Linked DNA regions of Mus musculus: region 2 is linked to region 1. Evidence: chromatin contacts called from public HiChIP or PLAC-seq data. All regions are on one chromosome and are shown on one strand. The core of a region is the stretch at or near the end of the contact, and the rest is flanking DNA. Distances in the headings are between cores, read along the strand shown. Region 1 overlaps Slc6a20a (solute carrier family 6 (neurotransmitter transporter), member 20A). Region 2 has its middle 13 kb from the start of Ccr9.

What was found. HiChIP or PLAC-seq counts read pairs in DNA pulled down with a chosen protein or histone mark.
Region 2: a contact with region 1 is called in an H3K4me3 HiChIP or PLAC-seq map of the SCID.adh cell line, with 18 read pairs. The contact joins two enhancer-like sites. A contact is called at or near these places in 1 of 39 promoter capture datasets (macrophages), 1 of 15 datasets of contacts at CTCF or cohesin (CD8 T cells), 4 of 484 Hi-C or Micro-C datasets (the G1E-ER4 cell line, bone marrow-derived macrophages and embryonic stem cells), 2 of 115 datasets of contacts at active chromatin or transcription factors (the SCID.adh cell line and large pre-B cells) and 5 of 9 other capture datasets (adipose tissue, embryonic stem cells, liver and 2 more).

Annotation. Positions count from the first base shown.
Region 1 is chr9:123,651,948-123,659,755 of GRCm38.p6, reverse strand. It overlaps Slc6a20a (solute carrier family 6 (neurotransmitter transporter), member 20A), which reads left to right. Exons shown (of 11, transcript NM_139142.2): 5 at 2,244-2,354; 6 at 3,294-3,535; 7 at 4,591-4,753. Among named protein-coding and RNA genes, the nearest start is that of Slc6a20a, 23 kb to the left of the region's middle. Within about 2 kb of position 2,550, at least 15 of the 459 cell types and tissues checked have an H3K27ac peak or open chromatin away from gene starts, as enhancers often do. A contact at or near this core is called in the G1E-ER4 cell line and the SCID.adh cell line, where this site is marked.
Region 2 is chr9:123,750,856-123,757,814 of GRCm38.p6, reverse strand. No RefSeq gene overlaps it. Among named protein-coding and RNA genes, the nearest start is that of Ccr9, 13 kb to the left of the region's middle. Within about 2 kb of position 3,269, at least 59 of the 459 cell types and tissues checked have an H3K27ac peak or open chromatin away from gene starts, as enhancers often do. A contact at or near this core is called in the G1E-ER4 cell line and the SCID.adh cell line, where this site is marked.

The sequences.
Region 1 (7,808 bases), core at 1,301-3,800:
CAGCCATCTGAGTGTTGGGCAGACCAGGGATTTACCACAATGCCTGGCTTAGGTCTTTTGCCTACCTAAGCCCTTTCTCCCTGTTGGATGTCCAGGTTTCCATTCCTCCTAAGGCTAACATGTCTGCTGTGTTTCCATCACCTGCATCTGTCTCAGGCTGGAGTGAATGCTCTGCACTCAGCTACCAGCAAAGCAAGCCCATAGTTGAACATGTGCCTACATTGTCTTATTCTGCAATAGCTCTTCAGAGTAGATACATGATGACACCCCCAAAAGACTTAGATAGGTCAAGTGCTTTCCCAAGATCACAGCCAGGGATAGCAGAGTCAGGACAAAGCCCAGATGTACTCCAAGGACTTACCATCATATTGGTGACACCCCATGAATGTTCTCTTAATGTCTTTCCTGACTTAGTCACTTCCAATTTTCATATCTGAGAAACCTACAAGCCCTTAGTTCTCACTCTCCTGATCACCCAAGCTGCCTTCTCTAGTACTGACATGTTTTTCATGAGTCATCAAGCTTAGAACAGCCTATGCCACTCAGATATTGTGTGGCAACCCCAGTGTTGTGCCTGATATGGCATTGTACACTGGTTACCAAGTCCCCTGGTGGCCAGCTTCTTAAAGCACTTGCCCCACAGCTGAACTGAAGAATCAAGGAGTCCAGGTGCTCTTTCCCAACTGAGCTCAGCCTTTGCAGCAATAGCTCTGTCCCAACCTAGACCAAGGATGATCCAAAGGATCTAAGGGTAGTGTCTATATCCTCAAAGATTAAAGCAGAACTTTCCTCTCCAGGCCTCTTATAGTTGTGAAATTCAGCAGTCCTTGCACATGATATCAGTCTTCATCATGTATTTTCTCTGCTGATGCTATGACCCTCTCCCTAACAGAACTGCCCTGCAGCTCCATGTATAGGGAGGGCACCGGGCTTATTAAAGCGGCTGCCTTTTCCTTCTCTGTTAAAATCTTTTATTCTCCTCTGAATTTTTAGTTATTGGTCAGAAGTTATTTCTGATAGGTTAGGCTGGATTGCATATCCAGCCATCCTTCCCACCAGGGAAAGAAGGGAGCCATTTTGGTGAAGACTCCAGAAACTCTCTAAGAAACATGATCCACTGGGTGGAAGAGGAAAATTTCAGAGCTTTCCCTGAGTGTCCTCTAAGTCCCAGTGTTGGGGACTTGGGCCAGCCCTCCCCCACACCTTTGATTTGTTTCACCTAAGGCCAGAGGACCCTTTCCATTTGCATCTCTATCTGGCTTGATGTATTAAGTACTTTAGTATGTTTATTAGTCCCCTAAATGTGTAAGAAGCCATGGTAAACATACCCTACATTCTCCCTGGTATTCCTCTGACAGTCTTAGAAATTCTTGAAATATGGTGTCGTGCCAAGGAGGAAATGGAAGACCGAGCATAATTCAAGAACATCAAGACATAGGTCACCAACTGTTTTGGTGAATTCAACCTAAAAGAACAAAATTTCCCACTCAGGGCAGGTAGACATGTACCTGAAAGTTCTTTCTTTGAGGCTTTTCAAAAGTCAGGTGACCCCAAGTCTGAGATGACCCTGGCAAAGCAACCAAGCACACATTCTTACATTATGATGCATGTTAGTAAGGAGAGAAGATTGGCTTAACCAAATAATGAGACATCTTATGAGAGATGCTGCCACATCCCATCAGTACTATTTATTACAGTTTTTGTGGGCACTTTGTTCCAATCTCTGCTCCCACCTATGGGCATGCCTGACCAGGTCTCTCTCAGATCCTATCCTGGAAAGCTGGCTTTGCACCAAGCTACTGAAATAATTTCCCTCTTAGGGACAACATAGATCTTGTAAGTGGCTAGTTTTCCTGTTTTTCTTAGGATCCCAGAAATTCTAGAGCCAAATTTGGCTCAAATACTGAAAAGAGAGACTCATACATGTTGTGCAGGCTCTTTCAACCCCTTTTTTAAGAGACAGAGCAGTGGAAGGAATGTGGAAAGAATAAGCCTGAGTACCTGTTTGTTGCCTCTAGTCCACTGAAGAAGAAATATCATGGTGGCAACAGATGTGGTCACCTCACTTCCTTTCTCCTAACCACACTTAGACCCTTATCCTAATCAGGATCCTGGCACCTGCAGCTCTCAGCAGCTGTGGGTGCAGCTTAACCACCAAAGAAATAAGGTGTTTGTGGGGATGGTTGTCTGCCCTGCCATTCCTATTGTTCCAGCAGTTTCACCCTATCTCTGGATGCCCACAGGTGGTCTACTTCACCGCATCGATGCCTTACTGTGTTCTTATTATCTACTTGGTCCGTGGCCTTACACTCCATGGAGCCACCAATGGCCTGATGTACATGTTCACACCTAAGGTAGGAGCTTCAAGGGAAGGGGACTCTTCCTTTCTGGGGACTCTTCCTTTCTGGGGACTGTTCCTTTCTGGGAACACCTGGGAGGAAAGAGAAGGGGATAAGATATGTAATCAGCAGGGCTGGTGTGAGCCCAAGGCTGGGCCAAAATCTATGGCTATCCTGGGGGCCCAGACTTCCTCCTCAGCTATGCGTTCCGGAAATTAAATCCTCTGTCCATCTCCTCCTGCTGCACTCATTACCCCTCATGACTAGTGCCTATGCCTTCATTCTGGTCTCCCTGTTCCAGGTCTCACCCACAGCCCTATCCATACTCTCCACTGAGCTAGGGACTGTGGGAATCACTCCAGTTATTTCCCTTACCTGTTCCCATATTTCCTTAGACCCTTTCCTTCTAGGTTGCCATGATCCCACTTTAACTCTTTCTTTCCAATCAGCCTAGCCAGAATTCTTGAGTTGGAATGCTATTGCATGTGAAGTAAGGCTCATTCTTTGCTTAACAAATGTGATGGCAGGAAGCAGGTAGCAGCTTTCAAAATGCACACCCTTGTTCCACATGCCTTAAGTGTTAGTGCTGGAGTCACCTCAGACTGGACTCCACATCCAGGTCACAACACCTAAATTTCTGTGCATGGACAAGTGTAGTGCCTGACTGGTGAATCAGAGATTCCATGTGTTTGGCATTAGACCGAACAGTATTTAATCTCACTCTCCATGGGCAGGATGTCATAGTGGGTATAACAGGAAGATTGTTGAGTAGTTTACCTGCCAGAGAAATACACTGGAGATTGTCTGGGAAGACTGGACTCTAGCCTCAGGCCATCCTGACTGCCTGTGTGTTAGAAATAATATCTTCTCCATCTCTGAGCCTCCCTCTTCTGTGAGGGAGAGTCTGGGAATAGAGCCCAGGATTCCTCAGCCCTATCCCTACTGGCCTTCTAGATGGAACAGCTAGCCAACCCCAAGGCCTGGATCAATGCAGCCACGCAGATCTTCTTCTCACTGGGCTTGGGTTTTGGCAGCCTGATCGCTTTTGCCAGCTACAATGAACCCTCCAACAACTGCCAGAAGCATGCCATTATTGTGTCCATCATCAACAGCTCCACCTCCATATTTGCCAGCATTGTCACCTTCTCCATCTATGGCTTCAAGGCCACCTTCAACTATGAAAACTGCTTAAACAAGTGAGTCTAAGCTGTCCCTCAGAGCCTTGGGTCTCAAGTGGGAAGGCAAGGCTCCAGAGCTCTGAGCTGAAAGGGTGACTGGGAAGGGCTAGGTTCCCAGAAGTCAAGGGGTAGACAAAAAACACCAACCACTGTTGGGAGCTACAATGTGAGGTTCAGTTATCCTTTCTCAATTGCCAATGGCTGCCTTCTACCAGCAGCAGAAACTGGGGGGCCATAAAGTTACCTGCCTTGCAGGGAATAGGCAGTTTAAGGTGGCCCTTGCATTGAGCAGAAAAATGTGTTCAGCAAATAATGCCAGTGCCTTTGGTCCCATTCCCCATCTCAAGTGTAACCAAGACCTCTCTAGCCAACTCTACACAGTTTACTATCTGTGGCTTCCCTCAGAGGACTGTCTTTCAGATGTTAAGATGTCCAGTACATTAGTCACTGACCATAAGTAGCTATTTCTACAGAAGAGTGAGATTAGTGGAACTCGGTATAACATAAAAATAATTTAATTTGCACAATGATATAAAATTAGGTTTTAGAATTCTAATACATGTGTAGTAGTGCATGCCTTTAAGGCGCATCTTTGAGTGTGAAACAAGCCTGGCCAACATAACAAGTGCCAGGTCAGCAAAGGCTGCATGGTTAGACCCTGTCTGAAAATAAGTAAATACATAAGTCATTCTAACTTGATTTCTATGCAGTTCCTCAATGGTGTAAGCCACATGCAAGTGCTGTCACTACCAATGGGTACTAATCTGGTCATGGAGCACAGAACACCTCCACCATCCCACCCAATTCCATCAGATGCCTCTTATCCAAATTTTAAACAGCCTGTAAGGAGGTAGTTTCTGTCCTCATCTCTGCTCAGATCTTATACTTCTGCACAGGCATTCAGAGTTGCTCTTCCTGTCAAAGTGTCACCAGTCTGGAGGTTCCCTCCTCACTGAGAAGTACAGAACAGGGAAGAGGTTGCCTGTAGGGCAGCCCTGCCATCACATTCCTCCCAGTTTTTAGAGCCAGTGGCCTCTTAGTCATGAAGATCAAGATGGTGGTCTGCTCTGCAGGGTGATTCTGCTGCTGACCAATTCTTTTGACCTTGAAGATGGCTTTCTGACAGTCAGCAACCTGGAGGAGGTGAAGAACTACCTGGCATCTACTTACCCAAACAAGTACAGTGAAGTGTTCCCACACATTAGAAACTGCAGCTTGGAATCAGAGCTGGACACGGTAAGAGGCCTGGGAAGGGTGGGGACTGCCTCTCTCCACAGTTAGTTCCTAAGAACCTGCAAGAACCTTTACGCTGTCCATGAAGATAGGAAACTGGATTGTCTTCCCTGACTCAGTGATGGGGGGACAGGACTCCTGCTCTCCCAGCTGCTACTTAGGAGGGATCATTCTTGTTGGAAAGCTCTCCTGGAGTCTCTGAGTTTTTCCCTTCTTTCCTTCATCTCTTTCGAAGTTTCAAAACCTCAGAAGAGGCGTAGGGGATAAGGTTACACACTGTTTTAGTTGGAGCTATTATTACTATAGCGAAACACCAAAGCAACTTGGGGAGGAAAGGTTTATTTGGTTTATGCTTCCATATTGTTGTTCATCATCAAAGCAGGTCAGTGCAGAAATCCAAGCAAGGTAGAAACCTGGAAGCAGAAGCTAATGCAGAGGCCATGGAGGGTGCTGCTTACTGGCTTGCTCACCATGGCTTGCTCACCATGGCTTGCTCAGCCTGCTTTTTTAACTGAACCTAAGACCACCAGCCCAGGGATGGCACCACCCACAATTGCTGGACCCTACCCTAGCAATCACTAATTAAGAAAATGTCCTACAGCTGGATCTCATGGAAGCGTTTTCTCAGTTGAGATTTTCTTCTCTCAGATGACTCTAGCTTGTGTCAAGCTGACATAAAACTCTCCAGCACACAAGCATAGATATTTACATTTCTCAATGAACACTACAGAGCTTGTGTCATTTAATGTGTAGATGTAATGACATCTATGTGTGGCATTTATTTGCTTTTTTTTTAAAGCTGGACTCTTTGCTATTAAGTTGTTTGAGCTAAGGAATGGGAAATATTGACAATAAAATTATGAAATATGAATGAAAGAAGCCGAAGATGGTGGAGAAGGAAAGATACTCTATCCTTATGGAAGAGAAGATGTCTCAGCTAATTTTCTGTTGCTGTGAAGAGACACTATGACCAAGGCAACTTATCAAAGAAAGCATTTAATAGAGGGCTTGCTTACAGTTTCAAGAGTGAGTCCATGACCATCATGGTAGAAAGCATGGTAGCAGACAGACAAGCAGGGAGTGCTGGAGCAGTAGCTGAGAGCTTACATCTGATCCACAAGCAGGAGTCAGAGAGAGGGAGAGGTAGATAGAGAGGGAGAAGGAGAGAGAGAGTAAGAAAGAGGGAGCAGGAGGGGAGCAAGCGTGGGGTTTGAAACCTCGAAGCCTACCCCTAGTTACATACTGCCTTGAACAAAGACCACACTTCCTACTCCTAAAACAGTTCTACCAACTGTGGACCAAGCATTCAAATATATGAAGCTATGGGGGGCATTCTCATTCAAAACACCAAAGAATAATAATAACCATTATTATTTAAGTGTCCATACTACCCAAAGCAGTTTACAGATTTAACGCAACCCTTACCAATAATATTCTCCATAGAAACAGAAAAAATAAATTCCTAAAATCTACATGAAACTATAGAAAGCACAGAATAGCCAAAGCAATGCTGAGTAAAAAAGAACAAAACTGAAGGCATAATAATAACTGATTTTAAGACAGTCTACAAAGCTGTCTGGTATTGTCATGAAAAAGACAAGCAAAACATAACAGGAAACCCAGACTATCACATACTTGTGATTATGTGATTTCTGTCAAAGGTGCCAAGAGGATACACTGGAGAAAGGATGGTCTTCTCAAAAACTAGTGCTAGATCCGTATCTCTCACACTGTGCAAAAGTCAGTTCAAAATCTGAAAAGACTAAGAGGAAATATGGGAAACCCTTGAAGACACTGGTTTGTATAAGGATATTGTAAGGTAAGACCCAAAAAGTTCTAGCACCAGAAGCAAAACCAAGTAGGATTATAGTGAAGAAAGCACTTTCTGTATAACAAAAGAAACATGAATAGCATGAAAGAAATGCTTAGGAACATACACGCTCGTGTACAGAGGAGGAGAGAAGACTTAAGTAATGCTGTTAGCAGTTGTAGATGGCTGTAAGAATTCCTGGAAGATAATGTTTCCCATTCAAGAGTTCATTCTTGAGACCTGCCAGTATAATAACAGGTAGGACTTCATCCGCCCATTTAATTTTTTTCATTTTGCAATCGTTTTATTATGTAACACAGATATAATCTATGAAATTATGCCACCAAGGTCGTGAGTTAGATCACTGAGAAAATTATTTTTCTTATTGCTTATTTGCTTATTTTTTCCTTTTAAAAAAATCATTCCATTCGTTTATATCTCAAATGATATTGCACTTCCACAAACTCACCATCCCACATCTGCCCTCCCACCACCACCACCACCACCCCTGCCTCTGTGAGGGTGCTCCCCCACTCACTCACCCTCTCCCTCCTCCATCCATCCATTTTTTAATGCTGTGTTTCTTTCGCCACAAAAAAAATATACTACAGCTGTTGTTCATTTCCTGGTAATAGTCAAGTGGGTATTTTTCTAAATTTCACTTTAAAAGTATACTGTTTGTTTATACATTTATCTGTGAGGCTGACAGGATTTGTTAGTTAATGAATTTACTTTTGTAGTGTGGGGGATCAAACTCAGGGTCTTGCATCCGCTAAGCTAGCTATGTTATTCCCCCTTATCAGCTGGGACATTTCATTGGAGAGAAAAATTCCCATAGGAAATATTTATTAAAATGTGTTGATTTTATGCTGCAATTTGGGAAGAATATCTTTTGAATTGCGTGGTGGAGCTTTTTTGTTTGTTTCTGGGGCTTGGGGGTTTGTTTGTTTTTACTTCTAACTCTTAGTATTTTTATAGTTAACATACAAAAACAGATTTTATTTTGACATTTCAGTACATATATACCATTGTTCCTTACTGTCATTCACCCCCTTTTTCCTTCCCCCTCTTCTCTTCATTCCTCCTTTTTTGTAGAATTGGGAGGAAAAGATACATGTTAGAGGTATGTGGTATAATAAAGGAAATATTATAAAATAAAAAAAGGGGGAAAAAATCGCAAAACTCTGTTCAAGCAAGATGAAAACTAAAACAAAAGCAATAGTAAAGTACAAAAGTAATATTTAAAAG
Region 2 (6,959 bases), core at 2,020-4,519, 97 kb before region 1:
TTCTCCTGAATGGGCCCTTACTTAGCTTAGGGTAGGGGAGAAGAGAACAGGCCCTTAGTTTAGGGTAGGGTGCCGTTTCAAGGACACCCAGCTTTACTACAAACACTGCTCCTCATCTCATCTGCAAATGTAGCTGTTGAAGAATTTAATCTGAGTCTGTTTTCCTCCTCTCAACAGCAGGAGAGCTGAGACCACAGGCACAGCTGCCTTCTCGAGCTCCAGCCATCTTTTTGCTCCTGAATTAAAGGTTTCTCAGGCAAGTTACCACTTGACAGTTCTCAAAGCATGTTCCCTGGGTCAACAGCAACCAAAGAAGTGTCACCTAGAGACTGCCAGAACTGTGATGCTTCAGTCATTCCCAAGCAGACACTGATGACCCAGGCTCTCACAGACCCTGCAGGAAAGTGATGCCCCTACGTTATCACTAAGTGGATATGTTACAGATCTCACCTGGGGCTCCTCAATGATAGGCTCAGCCTGCTAGCTGCTTCCATGCAGGTGCGCACATCACCTAAGTCATATCCATTTCCTAGACTAGCAAGAGACTGCTTAGGCCAGTCTGAAATTAAAAACAAAACAACAACAACAACAACAACAACAAAAACCCAGAATTTTAAAGCAGTTATGTCACACGTAGATCTTTTTATCTACCGTATATCCCTATTGGCTCCAGAGCCCTGCTGACAAGTCGACATGTAGCAGAATTATCACTAAAATAATGGCTCCCCTGTCATGGTTATCCTTTCTCCTTGGCCCTCAGCACTATGCTACAATTCTCTCAAACCCCCAGCCCTCATCTTCTCCCTGAGAGATGTGATGTTGAGATAAGCTGAGCTGTGGTTGAGTGTGGTTCACCCTGGCCCTGGGCCCCCCGCTGCCACCTGGCTGCTTTTTTGCTCTGTACCAGAGCATGATGAGCCCCTCAGATAACTTCAGGCAGGGGCCAAGAGCTTACGTCATTTCCTTAAACAGGCAACAGACAAACACTAGCCTAAATTCCAAACTCCATATTCCTATAGGAGAGCCCCCCTCAGAATAGAATAAAGCTTTTTGCAGGACATGAAGGTGGAGTTCAGAGGTAGGAACCTGCCCCAATGGTAATCAAGCATGTGGTAGACTTACTGGCTTTTCTTTCATCTTTGCCTTTGCAGTCTTGGGGGCTTCATTCCACTTGCTAAAGATGTGTGGGTGTTAAAGTCACGCTATGGAAACAAAACATGCACAAACACGCGCCACAGATTTTCTTTTCTCCTTCTACATGAACAATGTTTTTGTGACTTTCTAGTTCTGTAGGTTTCTGCCTGCTTTTCACAATTTCTATTAAAAAAGAAACTCAGTTCCCACCAAGAAAAAAAATAGAAGAATATCCAAATTTTAAAATGTGCAAAAGTATGAACAGTTTCTGAGCAGGAAAAGAAAAATATCTGAAGGTTAATAATTGGGCTGGGCAGATGGCTTAGTGAGTAACCCTCTTTATATGTAAGTGTGAGGACCTGAGATAAAATCCCCAGCACCATGTGAATGGCAGAGGTGTGTTGTCTCTTCTATAATCTCAGGACTCAGGAATCGGAGACAGGAGATCCCAAGGGTAATCCGGTAAGCTGGTTAGCTGAATCAATAAGTTCTGGGTTCAAATAAGGGATCCTGCCTCAATATATAAGGTGAAGAGTAGCCAAAACATTCATGTCAATTTCAAGCTTCCACATCCACACTCACACATGTGGGTGCACACCTGCACCCACATATGTGAACATGCAGACACTCATCACACACACAATACAAGTAGTAATCATGAAAGTAGACATGCATGTTCAACAAGGTTAATATTTCATCTTTGTAATACGCACTTGTTTTGAGCTTAGTAGCAAATATTGGGGGTGAGGAATCAAGTACTCTCACCTATTCCTGAGAATGTGAAAATTGGTCCTGCCACATTGGGAAGGACTATGACAACATCTGTTAAGATGTAAAGTTGTTAACCATTGGCTCACAGAATTTTACTAGCTTCACATGGATGACAGAAACCTTGCACATGTTACTGATGATGGAATATCACCAGGAGAGGGTTACATACAGCATAGTGCATTCATCCTGTGGAAATGCCATGCAGCAGTAAACAAGATGATGAAGGTCAACTTATACAAATATTGGAAGATCCCTATGGCTCTGAATAATCAAAACAACTTGCATACCATATGCTTAATGGGCTAGCATTGTTAATTGCAAAGTCAACCTGTCTGGGAATATATGTGTTGGAGTTTCTTTTCCTACTGCTGTACCCTGACAAGAGCCACTTTAAAAAGAAAGTATTTTTTTTCTGGCTCACAGTTCAAGGTGAAGTCCATCATGGTAAAAAATGGTGGCAGGAACTTGAAACATCTGGTCACATCAAATTCATTATGCATAGAAGACAGCAATGAATGAATGCATGGTATGCTAATGATCAGGACAATTTCCACATCTATACAATCCAGGATTCCCTGCTCAGGAAATGGTGCTACCCACTACTCAGATTGGTCTTCCTACATCAGTTAACATCTCCAACACAGATGATTCAGAGGACCATCTCCCAGGTGATTCTAGAGCTTGCCAAGTTCACACTAATACAAACTACCATAATATGTTTGTTTATAATGGTACACGAAAGGCTTTGAAAAGGCTTCAAGCCAAATGTCTACAATGCTTACCTCCAGGAAAAGTCACGGTGGTGGTGAAAGGCAGTTAAGCAAGAGTTTGGCTTTGCAGTCGCCGATATTTTACTATGAAAGAGTTCTGAGAAACAAACTGCAAAACTGTGTGTGCAGTATGGGATGTTCAACACAATAAGCATTTAAAGAGTCTAATAAGTTCTCTATCTGCTGGGCAACAACACAAAATCTTGAATTTGTTTTAAATATTAAGTAGACTTTGTTCTTAGGAAGTTGTTATAAAAACCATCTTGTTTGTTAATCTGTCTTTATTTATCAGATTATTAAGAACAAAGATCAGTTCTTTGCACCCAACCCTCCCCCACCCACCCCACCCCACCCCCCCACACACACACATGACTCAGAGACTGTAACTCATCCTCGTGATGTGATTTCCACCTGCTACCTTTCAGGATGTCTAAACCACATTCAAGCCTGGATGATCTGCTGATAGCTTAGTTTCCAAACTTCCGTGCCAGCCGACTGTCAACTCATAATTTTAGAGCCGATGAAACCCAGAGACACCTGACTTGATGGTGGGGCCTGGACTGTGGGTTACACCTGACAACAGGCACTTGGCTTCCTGACCCCAAACCACACAGTTTCCGCCTGGCCTTGTGAGTATCCTAGTCACATGCCATCTTGTCACTGCTGCCAGGCTGAGCTTCAGAACAGGTGCTAGTGATCAGTGGGGCTGGTCCACTGAAGCCATCTCAAGAGATATGTTTGTTACAGCATCCTAAATCATGCACCTCACTGCTGCTTAATGCAAAGATAGGGAGATTTGGAGGAAAGCACAAAGCTATGTCTGGGAGTGTGGGAGAATTGTTGGCATAGCCAGACTCTCAACGAGCTTGGAAGAAACAAATGACAACCCTGGAGGAAATGGCTTTAGCCACTGGTTATTTGATAACATAAATGCCACCCCAAGCTCTCCCAGACCTCAGAGTGATCTCTTTTCTCTGGCCTAACCTTTTTTTTCTCAATAAGATGGAGACTTTGTGACTCCCAAGTGATAGAATTTACATTCTCAGCCGGGCGTGGTGGTGCACGCCTTCTATCCCAGCCCTCGGGAGGCAGAGGCAGGCGGATTTCTGAGCCCAAGGCCAGCCTGGTCTACAAAGTAACTTCCAGGACAGCCAAGGCTACACAGAGAAACCCTGTCCCAAAAAACAAAACAAAACAACAACAACAAAAAGAACTTACATTCTCTTCCAAACTATCCCCAGACTTTACCCACATTGCTTTCAGGCACCATCCCCAAAAAGAATGTTTATCAAAGATATTGGCAATTGCAGACTCAACACCAGTTGCATTTGTACTAAATGTCAAGAGGGGCTGCATCCTACCCTAGGCAGGGGAGAAAAGAACTTGGCAGCCCAGCATAGCATACAACCAATTATTCACTGAGACATTGACTGAACACAAAAGTAGAAAAACAGTGACCAAAGAGGCATGTCAGACTTAGCATGGCAGACATAGATTCTTCCATATCTTATTCTCAAAAGTGGTCAAGAAATCCCAACAAGACAGATACATGACAGTGTGTATGTCACATAATTGAGAGAAAGCTTCCCAGGACAAATCGGCTGTGAAAGTAGGTGAAGGCCTGTGTACCCTCACACCACACCACAGACCTAAACATGATAAAAGCAATCTACAGCAAACCAGGAGCCAACATCAAAGTAAATGGAGAGAAGCTGGAAGCAATCCCACTAAAATCAGGCACTAGACAAGGCTGCCCACTTTCTCCCTACCTTTTCAACATAGTACTTGAAGTATTAGCCAGAGCAATTCGACAACAAAAGGAGATCAAGGGGATACAAATTGGAAAGGAGGAAGTCAAAATATCACTTTTTGCAGATGATATGATAGTATATATAAGTGACCCTAAAAATTCCACCAGAGAACTCCTAAACCTGATAAACAGCTTCGGTGAAGTAGCTGGATATAAAATTAACTCAAACAAGTCAATGGCCTTTCTGTACACAAAGGATAAACAGGCTGAGAAAGAAATTAGGGAAACAACACCCTTCTCAATAGTCACAAATAATATAAAATATCTCGGAGTGACTCTAAATAAGGAAGTGAAAGATCTGTATGATAAAAACTTCAAATCTCTGAAGAAAGAAATTAAAGAAGATCTCAGAAGATGGAAAGATCTCCCATGCTCATGGATTGGCAGGATCAACATTGTAAAAATGGCTATCTTGCCAAAAGCAATCTACAGATTCAATGCAATCCCCATCAAAATTCCAACTCAATTCTTCAACGAATTAGAAGGAGCAATTTGCAAATTCATCTGGAATAACAAAAAACCTAGGATAGCAAAAACTCTTCTCAAGGATAAAAGAACCTCTGGTGGAATCACCATGCCTGACCTAAAGCTTTACTACAGAGCAATTGTGGTAAAAACTGCATGGTACTGGTATAGAGACAGACAAGTAGACCAATGGAATAGAATTGAAGACCCAGAAATGAACCCACACACCTATGGTCACTTGATCTTCGACAAGGGAGCTAAAACCATCCAGTGGAAGAAAGACAGCATTTTCAACAATTGGTGCTGGCACAACTGGTTGTTATCATGTAGAAGAATGCAAATCGATCCATACTTATCTCCTTGTACTAAGGTTAAATCTAAGTGGATCAAAGAACTTCACATAAAACCAGAGACACTGAAACTTATAGAGGAGAAAGTGGGGAAAAGCCTTGAAGATAGGGGCACAGGGGGAAAATTCCTGAACAGAACAGCAATGGCTTGTGCTGTAAGATCGAGAATTGACAAATGGGACCTGATGAAACTCCAAAGTTTCTGCAAGGCAAAAGACACCGTCAATAAGACAAAGAGACCACCAACAGATTGGGAAAGGATCTTTACCTATCCTAAATCAGATAGGGGACTAATATCCAACATATATAAAGAACTCAAGAAGGTGGACTTCAGAAAATCAAATAACCCCATTAAAAAATGGGGCTCAGAACTGAACAAAGAATTCTCACCTGAGGAATACCGAATGGCAGAGAAGCACCTGAAAAAATGTTCAACATCCTTAATCATCAGGGAAATGCAAATCAAAACAACCCTGAGATTCCACCTCACACCAGTCAGAATGTCTAAGATGAAAAATTCAGGTGACAGCAGATGCTGGCGAGGATGTGGAGAAAGAGGAACACTCCTCCATTGTTGGTGGGATTGCAGGCTTGTACAACCACTCTGGAAATCAGTCTGGTGGTTCCTCAGAAAATTGGACATAGTACTACCGGAGGATCCAGCAATACCTCTCCTGGGCATATATCCAGAAGATGCCCCAACTGGTAAGAAGGACACATGCTCCACTATGTTCATAGCAGCCTTATTTATAATAGCCAGAAGCTGGAAAGAACCCAGATGCTCCTCAACAGAGGAATGGATACAGAAAATGTGGTACATCTACACAATGGAGTACTACTCAGCTATTAAAAAGAATGAATTATGAAATTCCTAGCCAAATGGATGGACCTGGAGGGCATCATCCTGAGTGAGGTAACACATTCACAAAGGAACTCACACAATATGTACTCACTGATAAGTGGATATTAACCCAAAACCTAGGATACCCAAGATAAAAGATACAATTTCCTAAACACATGAAACTCAAGAAAAATGAAGACTGAAGTGTGGACACTATGCCCCTCCTTAGAATTGGGAACAAAACACCCATGGAAGGAGTTACAGAGACAAAGTTTGGAGCTGAGATGAAAGGATGGACCATGTAGAGACTGCCTTATCCAGGGATCCACCCCATAATCAGCATCCAAACGCTGACACCATTGCATACACTAGCAAGATTTTATCGAAAGGACCCAGATGTAGCTGTCTCTTGTGAGACTATGCCGGGGCCTAGCAAACACAGAAGTGGATGCCCACAGTCAGCTAATGGATGGATCACAGGGCTCCCAATGGAGGAGCTAGAGAAAGTACCCAAGGAGCTAAAGGGATCTGCAACCCTATAGGTGGAACAACATTATGAACTAACCAGTACCCCGGAGCTCTTGACTCTAGCTGCATATGTATCAAAAGATGGCCTAGTCGGCCATCACTGGAAAGAGAGTCCCATTGGACACACAAACTTTATATGCCCCAGAACAGGGGAACGCCAGGGCCAAAAAGGGGGAGTGGGCGGGTAGGGGAGTGGGGGTGGGTGGGTATGGGGGACTTTTGGTATAGCATTGGAAATGTAAATGAGCTAAATACCTAATAAAAAATGGAAAGAAAAAAAAAAAAAAGAA